Regions from separate parts of the Mus musculus genome. Here regions 1, 2, 3, 4, 5 and 7 are each linked to region 6. The links are chromatin contacts, called in public Hi-C, HiCAR-type, HiChIP or PLAC-seq and promoter capture Hi-C maps. All regions are on one chromosome and are shown on one strand. Each heading gives the region's core, a stretch centred on a gene start, on an enhancer-like site or on the middle of the called end of the contact. The rest is flanking DNA. Distances are from core to core; before and after follow the strand shown. Region 1 holds the start of Timm17a (translocase of inner mitochondrial membrane 17a). Region 2 holds the start of Zc3h11a (zinc finger CCCH type containing 11A). Region 3 holds the start of Shisa4 (shisa family member 4). Region 4 overlaps Gpr37l1 (G protein-coupled receptor 37-like 1). Region 5 holds the start of Rnpep (arginyl aminopeptidase (aminopeptidase B)). Region 6 holds the start of Adipor1 (adiponectin receptor 1). Region 7 holds the start of Snrpe (small nuclear ribonucleoprotein E).

The links. Promoter capture Hi-C pulls out the DNA fragments that hold promoters and counts their contacts. Hi-C and Micro-C count contacts between places; a contact is called where the count stands out from the background. HiCAR-type assays count read pairs that join an accessible place to other places. HiChIP or PLAC-seq counts read pairs in DNA pulled down with a chosen protein or histone mark.
Region 1: a promoter capture Hi-C map of liver shows a contact between it and region 6, with 5 times the contacts expected there. The contact joins the promoter of Timm17a here to the promoter of Adipor1 in region 6. A contact is called at or near these places in 2 of 39 promoter capture datasets (cranial neural crest and liver), 1 of 484 Hi-C or Micro-C datasets (CD4 T cells), 2 of 115 datasets of contacts at active chromatin or transcription factors (bone marrow-derived macrophages and thymic regulatory T cells) and 1 of 9 other capture datasets (pancreatic islet).
Region 2: a contact with region 6 is called in a promoter capture Hi-C map of pre-B cells, with 5 times the contacts expected there. The contact joins the promoter of Zc3h11a here to the promoter of Adipor1 in region 6. A contact is called at or near these places in 7 of 39 promoter capture datasets (the 3T3-L1 cell line, the C10 cell line, hippocampal neurons and 3 more), 2 of 484 Hi-C or Micro-C datasets (pre-B cells and regulatory T cells), 1 of 115 datasets of contacts at active chromatin or transcription factors (astrocytes) and 1 of 9 other capture datasets (liver).
Region 3: a promoter capture Hi-C map of liver shows a contact between it and region 6, with 3 times the contacts expected there. The contact joins the promoter of Shisa4 here to the promoter of Adipor1 in region 6. A contact is called at or near these places in 2 of 39 promoter capture datasets (cranial neural crest and liver) and 2 of 115 datasets of contacts at active chromatin or transcription factors (astrocytes and pancreatic cancer cells).
Region 4: a HiCAR-type map of astrocytes shows a contact between it and region 6, with 3 times the contacts expected there. The contact joins the enhancer-like site here to the promoter of Adipor1 in region 6. A contact is called at or near these places in 2 of 39 promoter capture datasets (the SN4741 cell line and liver), 1 of 115 datasets of contacts at active chromatin or transcription factors (astrocytes) and 1 of 9 other capture datasets (adipose tissue).
Region 5: a contact with region 6 is called in an H3K4me3 HiChIP or PLAC-seq map of bone marrow-derived macrophages, with 8 times the contacts expected there. The contact joins the promoter of Rnpep here to the promoter of Adipor1 in region 6. A contact is called at or near these places in 2 of 115 datasets of contacts at active chromatin or transcription factors (bone marrow-derived macrophages and embryonic stem cells).
Region 7: a contact with region 6 is called in a Hi-C map of CD8 T cells, with 2.9 times the contacts expected there. The contact joins the promoter of Snrpe here to the promoter of Adipor1 in region 6. A contact is called at or near these places in 6 of 39 promoter capture datasets (the 3T3-L1 cell line, fetal liver, hippocampal neurons and 2 more) and 1 of 484 Hi-C or Micro-C datasets (CD8 T cells).

The regions. Positions count from the first base shown.
Region 1 is chr1:135,312,460-135,315,159 of GRCm38.p6, reverse strand. It overlaps Timm17a (translocase of inner mitochondrial membrane 17a), which reads left to right and starts at 1,423. Exons shown (of 6, transcript NM_011590.2): 1 at 1,423-1,466. The coding sequence starts at 1,441.
Region 2 is chr1:133,660,112-133,662,811 of GRCm38.p6, reverse strand. It overlaps Zc3h11a (zinc finger CCCH type containing 11A), which reads left to right and starts at 1,413. Exons shown (of 18, transcript NM_001276767.1): 1 at 1,413-1,575. Zbed6 (zinc finger, BED type containing 6) reads left to right here and starts at 1,927. Exons shown (of 1, transcript NM_001166552.1): 1 at 1,927-2,700.
Region 3 is chr1:135,373,699-135,376,398 of GRCm38.p6, reverse strand. It overlaps Shisa4 (shisa family member 4), which reads left to right and starts at 1,336. Exons shown (of 5, transcript NM_175259.4): 1 at 1,336-1,510; 2 at 1,850-2,021. The coding sequence starts at 1,438.
Region 4 is chr1:135,158,537-135,161,236 of GRCm38.p6, reverse strand. Gpr37l1 (G protein-coupled receptor 37-like 1) reads left to right here. Exons shown (of 2, transcript NM_134438.3): 2 at 1-987. The coding sequence ends at 357. Among named protein-coding and RNA genes, the nearest start is that of Gpr37l1, 7.8 kb to the left of the region's middle. Within about 2 kb of position 1,381, at least 41 of the 459 cell types and tissues checked have an H3K27ac peak or open chromatin away from gene starts, as enhancers often do. A contact at or near this core is called in astrocytes, where this site is marked.
Region 5 is chr1:135,282,710-135,285,409 of GRCm38.p6, reverse strand. Rnpep (arginyl aminopeptidase (aminopeptidase B)) reads left to right here and starts at 1,326. Exons shown (of 11, transcript NM_145417.3): 1 at 1,326-1,848. The coding sequence starts at 1,402.
Region 6 is chr1:134,413,933-134,416,632 of GRCm38.p6, reverse strand. It overlaps Adipor1 (adiponectin receptor 1), which reads right to left and starts at 1,255. Exons shown (of 8, transcript NM_028320.4): 1 at 1,048-1,255.
Region 7 is chr1:133,608,972-133,611,671 of GRCm38.p6, reverse strand. It overlaps Snrpe (small nuclear ribonucleoprotein E), which reads left to right and starts at 1,392. Exons shown (of 5, transcript NM_009227.3): 1 at 1,392-1,508; 2 at 1,928-1,954. The coding sequence starts at 1,455.

The DNA.
Region 1 (2,700 bases), core at 174-2,673, 900 kb before region 6:
AGAGGGTGTTAGATCCCCTGAAACTGGAGTAACAGACAATTGTGAGTTGCCATTTGTGCTGGGAATTGAACCCCAGTCCTCTAGAACAGTCAGGCTCTTGATTGCTATGCCATCTGTCTAGCCTCAAATATCTAGCTTTGTTTTGTTGTTGTTGTTGTTTTTTTTTTTGAGACAGGGTTTCTCTGTGTAGCCTTGGCTGTCCTGGAACTCACTCTGTAGACCAGGCTGGCCTCGAACTCAGAAATTTGCCTGCCTCTGCCTCCCAAGTGCTGGGAATAAAGGCGTCCGCCACCACGCCCGGCGTTGTTGTTGTTTTAAGGTGGAATGGAACAAGAACTCCCTTTATAGCTGGCAGTGACTGTGTTTTCCTGATAAGGCTGGTGAAACTTCATACTTTTAGCTTTTTCTTCTTTAACAAGGGAAGTCTGGAGTATCTCAGGATGGCTTTGAACTCTAAATGCAACTGAGGATATAACACTGAACTTCAATATGTGCCACCATAACCGTGTGTGTGTGTGTGTGTGTGTGTGTGTGTGTGTGTGTGTGTGTGTGTATGATGCTGGGGATCTGACTTACCAACTTAAGTATGACTATAGCCCTATTTTCAGTCTCTTTTCTCTGGGCTAAACATATCTCATGCTTTCTGGGTTATCCTTTGTGGGGAGGCATGGAAGAGGATCTGGCACCAACGACCCCCAAAATCAATGGTCTCAAATTGGCCATGGCTCCTGAAATGGTCCAATTGTCTCTATAAGATGAACACTTATTTTCGGGCTGCTAAATTGGCTCAGTGGGTAAAGTACTCGCTGTCAGCCCTGACAATTCCAGTTCTGTAGACTCTCCTTAGACCTCCATGCACCCACCAGATCCCGTACATACATCAATTAATAAAAATAATCTTTATTTTAAAAGTTATCTATTACATTCCAGACATTATGACTATATAGATCTGCTCTAAAAGAGCTACATATATTTATTAAAGATTCACTGTTCACGGCAAATTAAGTAGCACTATTAATAAATACCTGACAGCAAAAGCACTTTTTAAAAAATAGCGGCTGGATAGTGGTGACACACACCTTTAATCCAGCACTCGGGAGGCACAGGCTGGCTGATCTGAGTTTGAAGCCAGACTGGGCTACATAAGCGAGTTCCAGGGCAGAGAAACTCTGTCTCGAAAAAAAGGGCAATCAATGTTTATCCCAGGCCACGGGGCTGATCTGAACTCTGTCACTCAGTACTCCGAACCCCCGAACCTCCACGCCCTGGCCGGGGAGCCTCCACGCTCCGGGTCTACAAGGAGTCCGATTGCCATTGGCTGCGGCAGGAAGAGATGCTCCAATCCCCGTCCAGTAGCACGCCTCCGCCTGGGATCACTTCCGTCGCGGGGATCAATTTCCGCCCAGCGTGCCGTAGACTCTCGCGCGGGTTGGAGCCAAGATGGAGGAATACGCGAGAGAGCCGTGGTGAGTTGCCGCCGCCGCCCTTGTCCCTTAATTACCTCCTCCATCCGCCGTGGTCGGAGTCTGAGGTGCAAGCGGAGCTCCGCGCGGCTCGGCGCCGAGATCTGGGCAGCTGTGGGTAGTGTGGATGAGCGTGACAAAGGTGGCTTTTTAGCGCAGTGTGCCAGGACCCCAGCACCCCTGTGACCTTGTGGTGCATTGGGAGGAGGTCCGGTGCTGGGCTTGGTGGAGCTTTGGAACCTCCTCCCTATGGCAGGTGCTGTCGACTTTGTGCGGGGACAATAATGATCCCTTCTGCCTGCTGAGGCGACCTTGAACACGTCCCTAAGCCTCGCTCTGCTCAGTTTCTGCCTCGACGAAGGGAATGTAGATCTCCGAGTGCCATACCCGAGGCCTTATGCCTATGAGGACTAAGTGTCCCCACGATGAAGCATTTCAAATGAGTAGACCACAAATTTCACCCAACATCCAAGGGGGCTGGATGAGCTCCTTGTAGGCTGAAGCGGCCTTTCCTATGTGGAATTCCCGAAGAAAAAAGATATATCAGTATGTGGAAAATAGGAAGAGATGAGCTGCGTGTGTTCTCTGAAAAGCCATGAATAGACATAAATTCATTAAGTGTTTATTAAGTAAGGGCTGTATGCTTGGCTCAAGGTGTAAACAAGAGTAAATCAGGCATAGCTGTTTGCAGTAAATTAATGTAATAGCTGTCGAGTCTCAACAGTTGTTTGAATAAAGCCTCAGGTGTCACAAGCTAATAGATCTTGGTATTCTGGGTTTTTGTTTGTAATGAGCGTCAGGGTATTATCCTCAAATAGTGTGTCTGCCCAGGATTTTAAATTATTATTTGGTGGCACTCCCAAAAGTATGCTTCAGCCTTCTGTCCTCAGAGGAGGTTATCTCCATGTGTTGGGGTTGGATATGCAGGGTTTAGCTGGACTGTATAAATTGGTACTAGATGCCGTATAATGACACAGATTAGCAGGAGGGGTAATTTTGATACATTTGAGTTTTCCCCAGGTCAGGTGGCACAGGCCTCATGAGGTAGAAGCAGGAGAGCCAGCAAGTTTAAGGACAGCCTGGGCTCCATAGCAAGTTCTAGGGCAGCTGGGGTTAGACCTTGTGTCAGACATATTTTCATCAGAGTGCACTGTGCATGCTGGTAATCTCAGCACTTAGGTTCTAGGCTAGCCCAGGATACATAGCAAGGCCATGTCTTGATGTTTGATAAGTTACT
Region 2 (2,700 bases), core at 164-2,663, 750 kb after region 6:
TTTTTTAAAAGTGATTGTTGTCGCCGGGCAGTGATGGCACACGCCTTTAATCCCAGCATTCAGGAGGCAGAGGCAGGCAGATTTCTGAATTCAAGGCCAACCTGGTCTACAAAGTGACTTCCAGGACAGCCAGGGCCACACAGAGAAACCCTGTCTTGAAGAAAACAAAAACAAAAACAAAACAAAAAAAAGATTGTTGTCTGATGGGTGTTCCTGTCACAGTATACTTTTAAATGTCAGAGGACAACTTTATGGGTTTTGGGGATGGAATTGAGGCATACATGGAAAGTGCTTTACATACTGCACGATCTTGTAACTTTCTTATCAAACATGGATTATTTTTCTAACACACGTTGTTTTAAGAAAACAAACAAATGGGCTGGAGAGAAGGCTCAGTGGTTAAGAGCACTGACTGCTCTTCCAGAGGTCCTGAGTTCAATTCCCAGCAACCACATGGTGGCTCACAACCATCTGTAATAGGATCTGATGCCCTCTTCTGGTGTGTCTGAAGACAGCTTCAGTGTACTCATATAAAATAAATAAACCTTAAAAAAGAAAGAAAGAAAAAAAGAAAGAAAGAAGGAAGGAGAGAAAGAAAGAAGGAAGGAAGGAGAGAAAGAAAGAAAGAAAGAAAGAAAGAAAGAAAGAAAGAAAGGAAGAAAGAAAGAAAGAAAGAAAGACAGACAAAACTAGCCAGGCATGGTAGCAGATGCCTGTGGCACTAGCACTCAAGGAGAGGAAGAATTGCTAAAGATTGGAGGCTAGCCTGGTCTACAGAGCAAGTTCCAGGTTAGGAGTTCATAGTATATCTGTCTCAAAAGCCAAAACAAACAAACAGATAAATGTGATTAAGTAAAGGAAAGCATCCAGAGCAGAACTTCTGCTATGGAAGTCCTTCAACTTTGCAAGAGAAAAGTAGTTTTTGTTTTTGTTTTTGTTTTTGTTTTTGTTTTGTTTTGTGATACAGGACTCTCTAAATAGTCCTGGCTGTTTTGGAACTCACTATATAGATCTGGGTGTTCTCAAACTCACAGAGACTTGCTTGCCTCTGCTTCTTAAGTGCTGCCACAACAGGTCAGTTAGTTCGGAGCTAATTTTTAATTAAATGTCTATCAGGTTTGGAAGGCTCATTATACACACTCTGGTTAACATAAATTGAATGTTTGGTATCTGGTAGACAGGTTTCTTGCTTCTCTCCTTGATTTTACAACAAAACAAAACTTTCGTGAAGAATAATTTTCTGATAGGCATCCGGGTCCACAGAAAGAAATTCCGGTCCCCGTGCCTCCGTGACACGTGACCCTATGACCCAAGAAGCCATTTTAAGGCTGGCCTCATAGAGGAAACTACAACTCCCAGAATGCCTGCGCTTTGCGTCGTGCTGGCACTTTCACTGGCCCAGCCTTAAAGGCGAGCCTGTAGCCGGGCGCCATCTTTGACGCTGGCAGTCCTGGGTTTCTGCTTGTTCGGCTGCTGTGAGGACGGCGGGCGACCGCAGCTAAGAAAAGAGAAAGACGTGGCAGCACGCGGGAGTCGGAGACATTGTCATCGGTTCGGTAAAGTTTCTGTTCTCTGGTAACTAGACCCATTTTTTGATTCCCGGGTGACTTGGGGCCTGGGAGGGAGAAGAGGGCGAGGGGAGTGGCAGCGGCCTCCCCTCGCCCGACTTTCGGCCTAGCCCGGGAAGTCTGAACCGGGCCCATCAGCACGGCAGCTACCCGGACTCCCGCCGGCGGCCCCGGCCTGCTGGGCTCCTAGGCAGACTTCAGCTCACTTTCCCACCCTCCCTGCCCCCACCCGCTCCGCCCCACCCCCACGGCGCCTGCTCCCTTACTTACCAACCTCTTCCCCCTCCCCCCACATCCGGTGTTCCCGAACCGGGATTCCCGGGTAGCCCCGGAAAAGCGACTGTTTCGGACCCCCGGAGGGGGAACTGACACTAGGTTGCTCTCTTCCGGGAATCAGTTTCTTTAGTTAGCTGGCCCTCCCTCCCGAGATCAGATCAAGTGCCTGGACCCGACTTTACCTCCTCGCCTTCCTCTCTAGGGTCCCACTACTTTGGAGGTTTTCTAATATTCCACATACAGAGTCGAATTCTGGTATCCTATTCCCATTCCCTACCCTGATTACTCTCCCGCCCAAGCCTTCATCCTCGAAGTCAAGAGCTACAGGGACTCTTCGTTCTTGTAGGATTGGTGAGATCGTACGAAGAACACCCCTTAGACGCCCATAATCGGTGCGGATCCCCATGGGGAAGGCTCGTTTTGTTGACATCTACCAGGCTTTGGTTCTGAACCCAGAGAAGGCGGCTGTGCAGCTAGTGGTAGCCATGCTTTCGTAGGGTAAACGTGTTGGTATTGAGGGGAGGGGAGGGGGCCCACGGAAAAGGAATGGAAGTGGTTTAAAGCTTATTTTAGTTTGGCTGCTCATAGAATGTCAATTTATGAGTTATTTACAGGTTGTATGTAATGTTGCTTCAGTCTAAAAATATGAACTCTTGATAGAAACCGTAAATGAAGAATATAGCTTGTTACCTTGTTTTGAAATTTTATTTCCAGTTAATTTTTCTTCAGCCACCTATAGTTTTCAAAATATCAGAACAGAAAGGGCACAGCTAGCGCTTACTGCTAATGCCTAGTATGTGGAATCTGATTTAGCTGGCCGGAATTGACTTTTTAGGTTGTATTGGCAAGTCAGTCT
Region 3 (2,700 bases), core at 87-2,586, 960 kb before region 6:
AGAAAAGGCACATATCTCCTGGTGAAAGACTTTACAGTTTGTCAGTAACCTTGCAGGAGCAACTAGGAGCCAAGGCAGTAATGGGCAGGGGAATCACATCTTGCCTGGACCACTTAGTCAAATATCTTACTCTCTATTTAAGCTTTGCCCTTACTTGAGATGGACTAGGATCTTTGTGCCGAGACCCCTCTTGGGGTTAGAAGCACCCTTTCACACAAGGGTTGCCCAAGACCATCAGAAAACAGATATTTACATTACATTCATAACAGTAGCAAAATTACAATTATGAAGTAGCAATGAAAATAATATTATGGTTGGGAGTCACCACAGTTTGAGGAACTGTGTCAAAGGGTTGCCACAGTAGGAAGGCTGAGACCCACAGGACTAGGGCATGGAAAGGAATCACTAGATCTCCATGACCCTCTTTCCAGTGTGGCCATATTGAATACATTTCACTATTAATTTGGTTATTTTAATTGTCTATTGAGGGTAATTGTCTAAACCTGGCTCGTTGGAGCCCCAGGCTCTGACGCTGAGTCCTGCATCAACTCCACACGAGTTGGTAAAGGTACATTGACTTTCTTCTTTGAGACTTTCCACCTGTAACTAACTGTTGACCCTGATAGCTTATGTAGTATTTTTTGCAGGCTTGCTCCATGAAGAAAAAGAGTTTCCACTGTAAAGTGTTTAACTGGCTGTGTCTCAAGTGGCGGCGGCCACCCCTACCGGTGAGGAGTGAGGCTATAGTTGGAGCTGTCCATTCAGAGGGAGAAGGGGCCATCTCAGGAGCCAGTGCAGCTGCCAGGGCCCAGGCCCTGTGGGCACCGATGGGGACAAAGCTTCTCTGAACTTCCTCTCAATGGATGCCTGTTTCTAGGAATGGGGGCAGGGTGACGCTGCCCCATCCTCCCCCTGCAGGACGTCCAAGACTGGACACCAGAGCAGAGGAGGTCCCACACAAGGGAAGGTGCGGCCCTGCCCCTCCAGAGTTGGCCCATGAGCTGTTCATTAGGAGGTGGCACCAGGATCAGTGTTTCTGGGGTCTGGGATAATGATTGGTCTCAGGAGAGAGGCGGGCACAGGGTACTGCCAGGCCTCCCTGACCGCAGTGACCAGCTGTTGGCTGTGCCCTTAAGGGCTCAGACTAAAGGAGTCACCACACTGTTGTGGACAGAGAGAGCAGGGCTGTGTCTTGGGGTGAGGGGTACCAGGCCGGTGCTGAGGCTGGGTGGGCGTCGCTGGTGGGCAGACCCCTGGGCGGGGCCCTGGCAGGGTTACTGCAGGCGGGGCGTTAGTCCCGCCCCAAGAAGGCGGGAGAGGAGCCAGAGCCTGGCCGCGGGCTGGGCGGTGCTGCAGCTCCCGCCGGCCGGCTTCGTCCAGCTTTGTCCTGCGGCCCCTTTTCCAGGCCGTCCTGGCCGCGCCCAGCCCCCTCTCGCCATGCCGCCCGCGGGGCCCCGCGGGACCGCGCCGCTCGCAGCCGTCGTCCTGCTGGTGCTTGGGGCTCCTCTGGGTAAGGGATGGAGAGCGACACGAGATGGGTGGGGTGGGGCGAGATCAGGGAGAGGTGAAAGGGACCAGCCATGTCCTCAGAGGCTATCTTCCGGGTGTCCATGCCCCCCAGATGCTTGCGGTTGTTCCCGGAGCAGGAAAGAAAGGGCGCTGAGAGGTCAGGCAGCGGGAACCTGACCCCCAGGCGCGGGGTTCAGCTTCAGGGAGAAAGGGGCTTCTAGGACTTCTAGCTTAGGGTAGAAACAAAAGTGAGCTTTCAGCTTGTCAAGGCAGTGAGATTGAGGGTGGCTAGAACTGAATTGGACTGGTGTCCACTGGGCACCTCCACCCCTGCCCGCAGCGCTGGCGAGTGAGGACTGCTTGTGGTATCTGGACCGGAATGGCTCCTGGCATCCGGGATTTGACTGCGAGTTCTTCACCTTCTGCTGCGGGACCTGCTACCAGCGGTACTGCTGCAGGGACCTGACCTTACTCATCACCGAGAGACAGCAGAAACACTGCCTGGCCTTCAGGTGGGCTGCGGACTCCCACTCCACCCCCTCTCCGGAGGCCTCCTGCTGGCTCCAGTGCCCACCTCCACATTCTTAACTGCAGGAGTCACCAGGACTCCAAATGGTGACAGAGCTGGGTGGTTGGTGTTAGTTACCATGGGCTTGCCTGGGCTGTTTCCAGGGGCTTTCTGGATCCTGACAGGTCCTGGGAGGGAGTGTGCTGAGTTAACACTAACATTCAAACAGCAGAGTGCCTTGGTAGACGCTCTGGTGAGAGGGCAGGAAGACTTGGGTTTTGTTTCCAGGCTGGTGCACTGTGATCCAGCTAAGGCGCTTGCCCTCTATAGAGTACCGCTACCTTTTAAAATAATATGGAAGTTGCTAGCCCGGCCTGGTGGCTCGCACCTGTAATCCCAGCACTCAGAAGGCTGAGGCGGGAAGATCATCACTAAAGAGTTCCAGACCAGCCTGGGCTACAAAGTGAGACTATCTCAAAAACGATAACACCACCAAATAAATAAATAAATAAATAAATAAACAAACAAATAAGAAAAGAAAAGAAAAGAAAAGAAAAGAAAAGAAAAGAAAAGAAAAGAAAAGAAAAGAAACAGTTGCCAAAATTAAAAGTTTTGCTAATCCTTCCCCCATCCAGCCCAGGGCTAAGGGTAGGCCCTCAAACAGGCCAACATGCTACTTTAAG
Region 4 (2,700 bases), core at 132-2,631, 740 kb before region 6:
CTGACTGTGGTCTATGCCTTCTGTACACTCCCTGAGAACGTCTGCAATATCGTGGTGGCTTACCTCTCTACCGAGCTCACGCGGCAGACCCTGGACCTCCTGGGCCTCATCAACCAGTTCTCCACCTTCTTTAAGGGCGCCATCACCCCTGTGCTCCTCCTGTGCATCTGCAGGCCACTGGGCCAGGCCTTTCTGGATTGCTGCTGCTGCTGCTGCTGCGAGGAGTGCGGCGGGGCCTCAGACTCCTCAGCCACAGTCAGCGCGGACAGCAAGCTGAAGGCGGAAGTGTCCTCTTCTATCTACTTCCACAAGCCCAGGGAGTCGCCCCCACTCCTGCCCCTGGGCACCCCTTGCTGAGTCTATGGGGGATCGGGAGCAGGTGCAGAGCCGGCGGGGGAGGGGTGCCATCCCGGTCCATGATGGTCTGCTGATTCTTTGACACGGTCTCACTTTGACCCCTCTCTCATCTTGCTGTTTAGAGATGGACTTGGCTCATCTTGTCAAAGTCTGGGCTTTTCAAAGCTCCATCTACAAACAATGCTGTTCTTATCCTCCGAGGGGCCTGCCAGATCTCCACCTCCTTGTAGATGGAGATCTGTCTAGGTCATTAGAGTTGCCCAGAATCTCAATCTGGCCACCCTAGAGCCAGGGCTTGGCCTTTTGCCTATTCTCCCTTTGGTCTTAGGATCTGACTATTGGCTGAGCCTGTCCATCATGATGGATTGTGTGCTGGTGAGCTCCAACATCATTTCTACTCCTACCTAGCCTCCTATACTGGACTAGGGACTTCTAGGGGGCTAACCTAACCAAGCCCTGGTCTCCACTTTCTAAAGTGGGTCTGTCTTAGCCCTGCATGTGTTTTCCCTTTTCCCCAGAGCATTCTCTCACTCTGTCTTCCGTTCTCAGAGGTTCTCAGTTGCATTGTTCCCGTTAGGTGCTTTTCTGTAGAAGGCCATTCTGGAAAAAACAATAAAGTAGGTACCACAACCCTGTGCCCACAGAACTTCCTTGCCAATGGATGATGGTGTTTAGACATGTAGTGGAGCCTTTTCTGGGGTGGGGCAGTCCCCTTAGCCTGGGCTTGCAGTTATTCTGCCTTGGGGGAAGGGTCCTAAGGATGTTATAGCTTTTAAGGGACAGAGAGGAGGGGAGGCTTCGGGGAACCGGGCACTAAACCTTTATCCACAGCTAAACCCAGATGCCCCTGAGAAGTCAGCCCACTGGTCTCTGGAGCTCCCCGCCTTCGTCCACCCTCTCCACAAAGCCCCCATTTGAGGAAATCCAGAGGCCTTCCTTTCGTGAGCCACACAGCTTCTCAGCCCCCCCTCACTCAAACAGTGGCTCTTGTTCAGCTTCTTAGAATGGACTGTTTGCCTCTGAGATGGCCCAGCTGCCTTCCCCCACCACCCCCACCATATCACCCTTCCTAGCAGCGTTCTATAGTAGGTCCCAGTAGGTCGATCCAGTAGCTTCTCCCACTGGTTCCTGCCCTTGGAGTCATTTGCTCCGGTTCTTCCCCCCCAGGCACTTCCAAAGACCCCTTCTCTCTGCTGGGCTATCAGCCAGAAACGAATCTCAGCCCCGGCCACCAACATTCCTTCCCGAATGGCCCAGCTTTCTCAGAAGCACCTTTATCTGGAGCTCTGGGTCCCACAAAGACTCTTGCACATCAGTCCAATCTAGAACCTCTGCTAGCACAGGTCCTTAAGGGTGCAGGGTCATGGGCACCTGACTCCATTCTTTGCTTTGCTCATTCACCCATACTCCTGGGCCGTGGCCTGCCCAGTGGCCAAGCCTCCCTGCCCTCCCCCCCCCCCACTCGGAATCTGAACAGCCTTGTTCTCACTCCCTGGCACCCACCCCCCAGGGCCAGCGATGCTGGCCAAGAGAGGGAGTCTGTTGCTAAGTGATGGAGCTGCCATGTGCACCCTTTGTGCTGGAAAATGACACCCACCCATTTCTCGGCAGACCTGTTGCTACAGTGACCGAACTCTCCGGCTTTGTGTTTAGGAACTTTGAGTGTGTGGGTAGTTGGAGAGGGGGCAAAGGTGGGCCCATGTCTCTGAACAGAACCAGCCAGCATATGCTTTCTTCTATCTTCCCTCTACCCCAGCCCTGCACACACCAATAGCTCCTAACTGGCCGGGTGAACTGAGGTGAAGTCAGGGGCAGGGAGAGGATTGAGAGTGGAAGGCTAGGGGGTGGGGTGGGGTGGGGGTGGGTTCTGCATCCTGTTTGGTAGCCTCTTCCACAAAGGGCACACTCTGGACCTCCCTCTTGCCTGCTGGCTGGCCCAGAGCTGAAGGGGAATGGGAGGGGGGAGGCGGGAGATGGTGGCTCTTAGACCCTACCCCGTTGCCACCTTCCAAGCCTGCCAACGTGAATGGCTTGCAAAGCTAGTCAGCAGTCCAGCCAGTCTTGGGAAAGAGCCACTATCCCTCCAGCCTGAGCCAGCCAAGGAACAATGTGGGATTTGTTGTTCAGGGGTCCCAGGCTTCAGGGGGAGGGGTTGTTGCTCAAGGGTGGGCAGTGGCTTTGAGCTGGGATGCTCAGGAAAAAGATGATGACATCCACAGTCCTCGGAGCCCGATGCCAGGGGAGAGGCATCCCCTGACATTCCCCACGGGTTATCTTTGTTCTGTCTCGGCTCCACCCGTCACCCTGGGCCCTGAGTATACCTGCTTCAACCTCAGTCTCAGC
Region 5 (2,700 bases), core at 77-2,576, 870 kb before region 6:
GGGTGTGGTGGCATACACCTTTAATCCTAGCACTCGGGAGGCAGAGGCAGGCAAATTTCTGAGTTCCAGGCCAGCCTGGTCTACAAAGTGAGTTCCAGGACAGCCAGGGCTATACAGAGAAACCCTGTCTCCACAAACCAAAAAAAAAAAAAAAAAAAAAAAAAAAAAGACTGAAAAGTTTCAATCCCTAGGAAATGGCTACACTTAATCTCTTCATTTGTTGCCTCTGCAAGGCACTGTCACAGAAGAGAAACAAAATGTAGCGCTGTGTCCAGCTCAAACTGAGCCACACAAGGAAAATACAAAGAACATGCAATGGGCGACTAAGCATTTCCATGCGTGCAGGGATGAGGGTGTAGCTCAAAGGCAGAGTGCTTGTTTAGGGTACTTAAGGCCCTACATTTGATCTCCAGCATTGATAAACAAATATTATCTAGGAAGGGTGTAATCCCATAACTCCTCAAGCTGATGTAGGATGGCTATTTTGAGACTACCTTGGGCTACATAGTAACACAATAATTTTTTTTAAAGTTGCATGATTTCAATAGCTAGGGAGTTTAACTAGTCTTAATGAACTCATTTAAAAATCTAACTTGAGGGTAGAGAGATGGCCCAGCGGTTGAGAGTCCTTGGCTGCTCTTGTAGAGGACCTGGTTTGGTTCCCAGCATCCAATGACAACTTACAAGGTCTGTAACTCCAGTTCCAGGGGGTCCGACTCTATCTGCAGGCACTAGGCATACGTGCGGGCAGAACACCCATCCATATTTTTTCAAAAGAAAAAATTAAAAATAGAAACAACTAAATTTAAGTTGAGTGGGAACATATAGATATATAACAACCACAAAACGTCTCTGGTCCTGACACAAAAGCGTTAAAGATCTGTGTGCCTGGGGTTGCGGGGGTTTGTGTGTGTGTGTGTGTGTGTGTGTGTGTGTGTGTGTGTGTGTGGCTATTTACTAAGCACGCTAGACATCTTCCTTGACGGAAGAACAGCATTACAACTCCTGTTTTACAATTCATTCAAGATGTCACACATGTCCTAATGACTGGCCTAGTGGAGAGAGTGAGTGAAATTTCAAACCCAGAGCCTTTCAATCCAGGTTCTGGTCCCCTGCATCTTGCAGACTGCTTAGAAGATGGGGAATCCTCAAGGGTGACCTGGAACTAGGGTGACCCACCACACCACCTACTTCGGTCTCAGGGTAGCACAGGAACCTGTGTGAAGCAGGAAGAGGGGTTGTGTGCCACAAGGGAGGGGACAGCCCCAGGGGGTTAGGGGCTGTGGCCGCCCGAATTCCTCGGAGGGCGGGGCGCATGGTGGCGCGTCGCCTCGAGGCGGAGCCTGCCAAGACCCGAGGAGCGACCGACCTTCCTGGCGGGTGAGCAACCGCTCAGGAGCCATGGAGAGCGGCGGACCAGGCAACTACAGCGCGGCCGCCCGGCGGCCACTGCACTCGGCCCAAGCCGTGGACGTGGCCTCGGCCTCCAGCTTCCGCGCCTTCGAGATCCTGCACCTGCACCTGGACCTGCGGGCCGAGTTCGGGCCTCCGGGCCCGGGTCCGGGAAGCCGCGGATTGAGCGGCACGGCGACGCTGGAGCTGCGTTGTTTGCTTCCCGAGGGCGCCTCGGAGCTGCGGCTCGACTCGCACAGCTGCTTGGAGGTGACGGCGGCGACGCTGCGACGGGGACAGCCGGGAGACCAGCAGGCGCCGGCAGAGCCCGTGCCTTTCCACACACAGCCCTTCTCGCACTATGGCCAGGCCCTGTGCGTGGCCTTCCGGCAGCCCTGCGGTGCCGCCGATCGCTTCGAGCTGGAGCTCACCTACCGCGTCGGGGAGGGACCCGGGGTGAGTGCGCGCGGGGCGCCCGGGCCACCGGCCTCTCTCAGCCCCCTTGGCCAGCCTGCTGCTCCTAAGCAGCCCAGAGATGGAGAGCAGGAAATCTGGCTCTGCTTCCGCAGCTTCCGCGGGAGATCCCCGTGCCCCTACTCTCTTCCCCAGAAGCCGGCTTTGGATTCCTGCCCCGTGCTCCCCATTCCTGGGCTCGAACCTCTCCAGCCGGTGCTTTGTTCCTCCTACCCGTCCTTCCTTCCTGCCTTCCTGGTCTCTGTCGGGATTATTTGCCTTAGATTGCCCTGCCTCACCTCTGACACACACGTGCTGGACCGACTTGTCCGCTAGCCTCTGTCTTTTCAGGATGAGAAACTTGCTTCGCAAACTTTGCTTTTTGTTTTGTTTTATAATTCTCCTTGCTGGAGCCTGGACAGTGTTGGTTAATTAGCTGGATGCTGACAGGGTCCTTTCATGTGCTAGCAAGCCCTTTTGGTTGCACAGGTTAAAACAGCCCGAGAAGCATTTTTACTTCCTCCTTTGAAATCCTGCTATTGACTTAAAAGAATCCGAGCAAAAATGGGAATGTGTAATTAGAGTACTCTAGACTTTATAATAATTCAGCCTTCTCAATAACGGTTGGCTCTTAAGTCTTAAGGTTTTCAGAGTTGGATGAATATTGGAAGTTTAGGTAACTATTCATAGCGGACATTTGTAAGAGTGACAGCCTTAGGCTGGGTTACAAGGTTCACCAAAGCTGTTGGCAGACTATTGGAGCTTGCTTATCCAGCTAACAGTTCCCCTTTACTGACCCAAAGAGCACTTGACTTCCTCCTTTGATTGGAGGAATAAGCGAGCCTTGCGATAGAA
Region 6 (2,700 bases), core at 6-2,505:
CACCAATGTCTAATACTTCACTAATAACACCAGCTTTTGAAGACTGACTTCTCAAAGACCTTTCACAAAAAATGGACACAAAAACTACTTCTGTAATAAAGAAATGCAGTGGCTGCAGGCCGGGAACCCTGACATTGCAATCCACTTAGCGCCATCCTATCTGACTGAGTTCCTGGCAGTGGACTGATGCTATAAACTCTCAGGAACTGCGACTGCACCATCACAGCCTGCCCTGCATTATCAAAAGGAAAAAAAAAAAAAGCAGTGAGCACATCCCAACATGGCTTTGGTTCTGCAAAGAACCACCTATTGCCATCTTCGTTTGATTTACCACACAACTTAACTGCTGGGTTTTCTGGTCTGTCTGCTAAAGACCCGAGGGAAATAATCAGATTATTATTATAGAAGATCCCATGGTCTCTTAGTGCTCCGCTGACATCTGAAACTATGTAAACTGAAATTTGTCCAGCTTCTTCAACTACGAACCGCCAGAAACTGACGGCGAGCCACTTTATTTTCTTAAAAGCAAGTGCGAGACTCAAATTCTCAAACAAACCAGCATCCATCAACCCTAGATTTCTGAGATGAAATCTGGCCCTTCCCAACACTTCGGCATCTTGTTTACATTCTAGTTGAGTAGTACCTTAGGCCTGTCGAGTCTCCATCAACTTCCCGACCGACCCTATCCAGGAGGGAGCCCCGTCACGTTTGACCTGCGGATCGCGGTGGTGGCCTTAGGGTTCCCGGCCACCCAGGGCCGGTGTTCCCGCACCCAACTCGCAGGCTCAACTCCGGGGGTCGCCAGCAGGGCTGGAACGCGGCCGTCTACCGCGCGGCTGCGGAGACAGCACTCGCGGACTGCCGGGCCCCGACGGCGGCGAGCAGCCCCCCGAACGGAGGCGGTGCGCGGTGGGAGGGGCCGGAAATGTTTACGGAGGACCTTTCGGAGGGCCGGGCGGTGAGCGACGATCCAGGGGCGGGCCACTCCCGTGCTGTCCCCTCCAGAGCCTGCAGGGCCCGCGCCCCGCCCACCCCCGGGACACTTACGGCCTGGCTGGCTGCCTCTGCTGGGGGCCGCGGGCCCGGGCGCTACATCCCGCGGCACTGGAGGCGGCCTGCGGCCGAGGGGCGCCCGATCCTCAGCGCCCTGCCCGCGCCGGAAGGGCCGCGCGACCGCACGGCGTCACCTCCGCAGCCGCGTCACCTTCCCGGCGCTACCTCACCCGCTCCGATCCAGGCATTCCTGCGCGTGCCAATCATCAGGGCGCGCTCAGGCTCGCCCCGCCCCGCCCCTGATCTGACCAATCGCTGGCTCTGGCTGTCCCAGCTTGGCCCTACACTGGCGGACTGCAAAAGCCTCTTCTCCCGGCCTACGACGGGCGCGTGTAGGGGAGTAGGGAGCTGGGAGTAGGGAGCTGGGAAGGCAATCTTAGTTTCCCACCCCACGGCCTCGCTTTTCAGCTCCGAAACACTTTTTTTTTCCTTCTCTTAGTACTGGGAATTGTACCTCTAGGCAAGCCACTATATCTCTAGTACAGAAACACTTTTTCCCCCCTTTTTCCAAGACACGGATTCTCCGTGTAGCCCTGGCTGTCCCGAATTCGCCCTGTAGATTCGCCTCCCTAGTGGCAGGATTAAACAACGCCAACCCACACTTTTATTTTTGTTTGAGAAAGGGTTTAATTGTGCAACCCAGGTGAGCCTTGTACTCGAGGCCATCCTATCTCAGCCTTTCAAATGCTAGGATTTCAAATGTGGGCTACCATACAGCTCCGAAACTATTTCTATATCCATTTTCCAAATCCCTCCCTCTCTTCTTCTGGTATGCTATGTATGGAACGACTACCATGAATCTATTCACTCAACTGATTTAACTTTTGGTTCCTGTTATTTATCAGAAAGGGAGAAGTTATTTCAAACAAGCCTAGCTTGACAATTTTCTGTGCCAGTCCATGTTCCCATGTGACCCAGAGGGCACATCTTAGAAGACAATATAGTGTGCTTCTCTGCCGGAACTGAACCACACAATATAGTATTTTGGGAGTGTTCATTTTCTTATACTCCAAAAAACGATGCACAGCTGTTACTGCTCTAAATGCAAGAAAAGGTGACCAAATGCTAGATGGATGCCCCAGGAGAGTGAAGTCAACTTTGTTCTGGTTAAAAGCATAGACTCTGGGTTCTTGTAGATCCAGTTTCCTTCCCAAGCCAGCCGATCTTTACACATTACTGAGTCCTTCCAAATCACTACTTAACCTTGAAAACGAAGGGAAATGATGCTACTTTCAGGTCTGTCAGGACTAAGGACATTTCAGGTGCTACTTTCAGGTCTGTCAGGACTAAGGCAGTGTCTGCATGATGCCTGGCAAATGGATAGAGTTTCATAACAACTAGCTATTGTTAATATATTACCTGGGGCTGGAGAGATGGCTCAGCAGTTAAGAACACCCACTGTTCTTCCAGAGGTCCAGAGTTCAATTCCCAGCCACCCACATGGTGGCTCATAACCATCTTAATTGGATCTAATGCCCTCTTCTGGTGTGTCTGAAGAGAGCAATGGTATACTCATATACATAAAATAAATAAATAAATCTTTAAAAAAAACAGTTGACTAGAAACCTATATTTTAATAAAAATAATAATAATAAATTACCTGCTGTACAAAACAAAATCTGGAAACTTTATTTTTCTTCAAGACAG
Region 7 (2,700 bases), core at 143-2,642, 810 kb after region 6:
CTACTAACATAGGCATGGTTACTAACTAACATAGGCATGGTTACTAACTAACATAGGCATGGTTAATCAGGTTAATCAGTCCCTTTTCTTGCTACTTGTGTTGTGGGGTGGGGGACGAGGCTTTAACACACACACACACACACACACACACACACACACACACACACACATCCAGATAGCTCCTGACTTACAATTCTTCATCCTAAAGATGGTGTGAAAGCAATATGAATTCTGTAAAAAAAAAAAAATCAGACTTTGCATTTTAAATTTTGATCATTTCCCTGGTAAGCAGCTCTAGGTACTTTCTGGTGAGGTGGGGGGCAGCTGCAGCTTCAAGAAAGGCTGCTATGTTGTGTTGCTAAGCGATGGCATTGAGTAGACTAGGCATATACATTTTCAACAATTTTCTGTGTGCATGTGGAGGCCAAAGGATGTCATCAAGTGTCCTTCTGAGTCACTCTTCACCCTACCTTCTGAGACAGGGTCTCTCATTGAACCTAGGACTTGGCGATTAAGTTAGACTAGTTGGCCATCCAGCCCAGGCACCCTCCTTCCTGTCTCTGGAATTACAGGCATGTAATTTTGTGTAGGTGCTGGTTGACAGACCTCATGTCCCACCTACCGAATCATCTCCCCTGGGCCCAAGGTATCTGCATTAAATGCATTTTTTTTTAACTTACATTTCTAACTTACCTTAAGTTTATCAGGTTGTATACCATGTAGGTTGTTTTGTTTTGAAACAAGGCCTCATGTAGCTTAGATCTGGAACGTACTACTTAGCTTAAGGTCATACTCACCTTGCGCCTTCCACAAGCTGAGATTACAGATGTGTTCTAGGAGCACCTGTGCACTACTACCTCCCTGAATCTTCACCTCCTGTCCCCTTGCGGGACGGAGATGCTGAGGCCTAATGACTTAATTATCACCGGTCACACAACTGAGAGAGATCTGAGTCCAACAAGCCGATTTCAATACCTCCAAGCTAGTTAGATTGCCATCTTCAGTTGCCACTGCAACAGTTAACTCTGCATAAAGGTGATGAGGGTTGAATCTGTTATTGAACAAGCCACAACTCCACCACTGCTTCGGGCATGACCATCTAGACTAGCTCTGGGGCCCAAAACAAATAAGGGGAGTCTGCAGATGGTTCTGGACAAGATGCCGCCTCTAAATTCCAGAGCAGCTCTCAGAAGAGCACCTAGGCAGAGGCAAGCCTCTCAGCCTACCTCCAGGTGGCGCTGTAGGACCGACCTCGACTTCAAAGAGCGGTTGAGTCGGAAGGCCGCCGGCGGAGTCTATCAGCATAGAGAAAAAGCGGCTCCTGGCCTAGAGAGGCGTTCCCCAGGACCGGCCCGCGTCGCCGACGACCACTGCACTTCCGTTTCCGGGTCTTGCTTCCGGAAGTCGCTTTCCGAGGCGGCCTTCCTACTCGTGTGGTCTTTGTGACTTCCACCATGGCGTACCGCGGCCAGGGCCAAAAGGTGCAGAAGGTGATGGTGCAGCCCATCGTATCCTACGCTGCGTGAACTCGGGGCTTTGGGGGCCGTAGGCGCCGTGAGCGTGGGCGGGGAGCCGGGCAGCCCGCTGCGGGCCGCTTCCCGTGAGGCCCTGGGGCGAACGGGGAGGCAGGAAAGCGCGCGGAGTTGAAGGGCGGCGGGAGGCGGGAGGCGGAAGGCGGGCTCCGGGTGGACCCGGCCAGGCTGGCGATCCGCGATGAAAGCGGGGGATACCGAGGAGGAGAGGAGGATGTGGGCCATCGGGAAGGTTGGAGAAACGAGGGCGGTGGGGAGGGAGCGCATGCTCCCGGCGGTCGTTTGTGCTTGCGGATGTAGCCCGGCCGGACCTTGGGGCGCTGGAGAGTCCGGCGCGGTTGGGAGCGGAGGCTCCGCTGTTTGTGTAGTTCTTTTCCTTGATCGCCGTGCTGCAGAACCTTATCTTCAGATACTTGCAAAATGTACGTAAGTTGTTTCCTTACTGTTACTGAAATGAAAGTTGGGCCTGTTTGACTCTTTGTAACAAATTCTCTGTTTCTAGTGCTTAGACTAAAAAATTGGGGGGGGGGGAGAACCAGAGTTGAGGATAAGGTCACAGGGAAAGCGCTAATTATTAATATGTCCGTGCTGACTTAAGGATGCACACAGTTACCATTATTCTGTAAGAACAATGTAATTATATTTACTATTAAAATTACTCTGTAAGAACGATTTGTCATCGGATTTAGCAGTGACAGTTGCATAGTGCTTTTTCCATAGTTGGACTTAGAATGGAGAAAAGACACCAAAGCGGGGTTTGGGGGAGTGGGGGCGTTATATACAGAGAAGCGAGTGGCAAATGCTCTTCTTTGAGGAGATTTTAGCGATGTTTATTTTAGAGTGTTACAACACAGATGAAAAATCGTTTTAAGCCATTGTAATTTTTAATCGCCAGATTCGCTTTGTACTATCCTGTGAACAGTTCTAACTGTAAGTGTATTCATGCCAGAAGCAAAAATAAATTTTCAGAGTAGGAAAATTAGTTTGGACAGGCCTGCCCGAGCACTTATTAAATGTTTCTCAGCAGGTTAACCAGTGTTGCTAGCTCTTAGATGAAGACTAACTAGTTCTAGTTTTTGGCTTATATTTATTGGAATTTTTAAGATAAGTCGTTTATTGTGGAAACAAAGTAATGGAGTGGGATTTGTTTACATTTCTAAAGTCATTA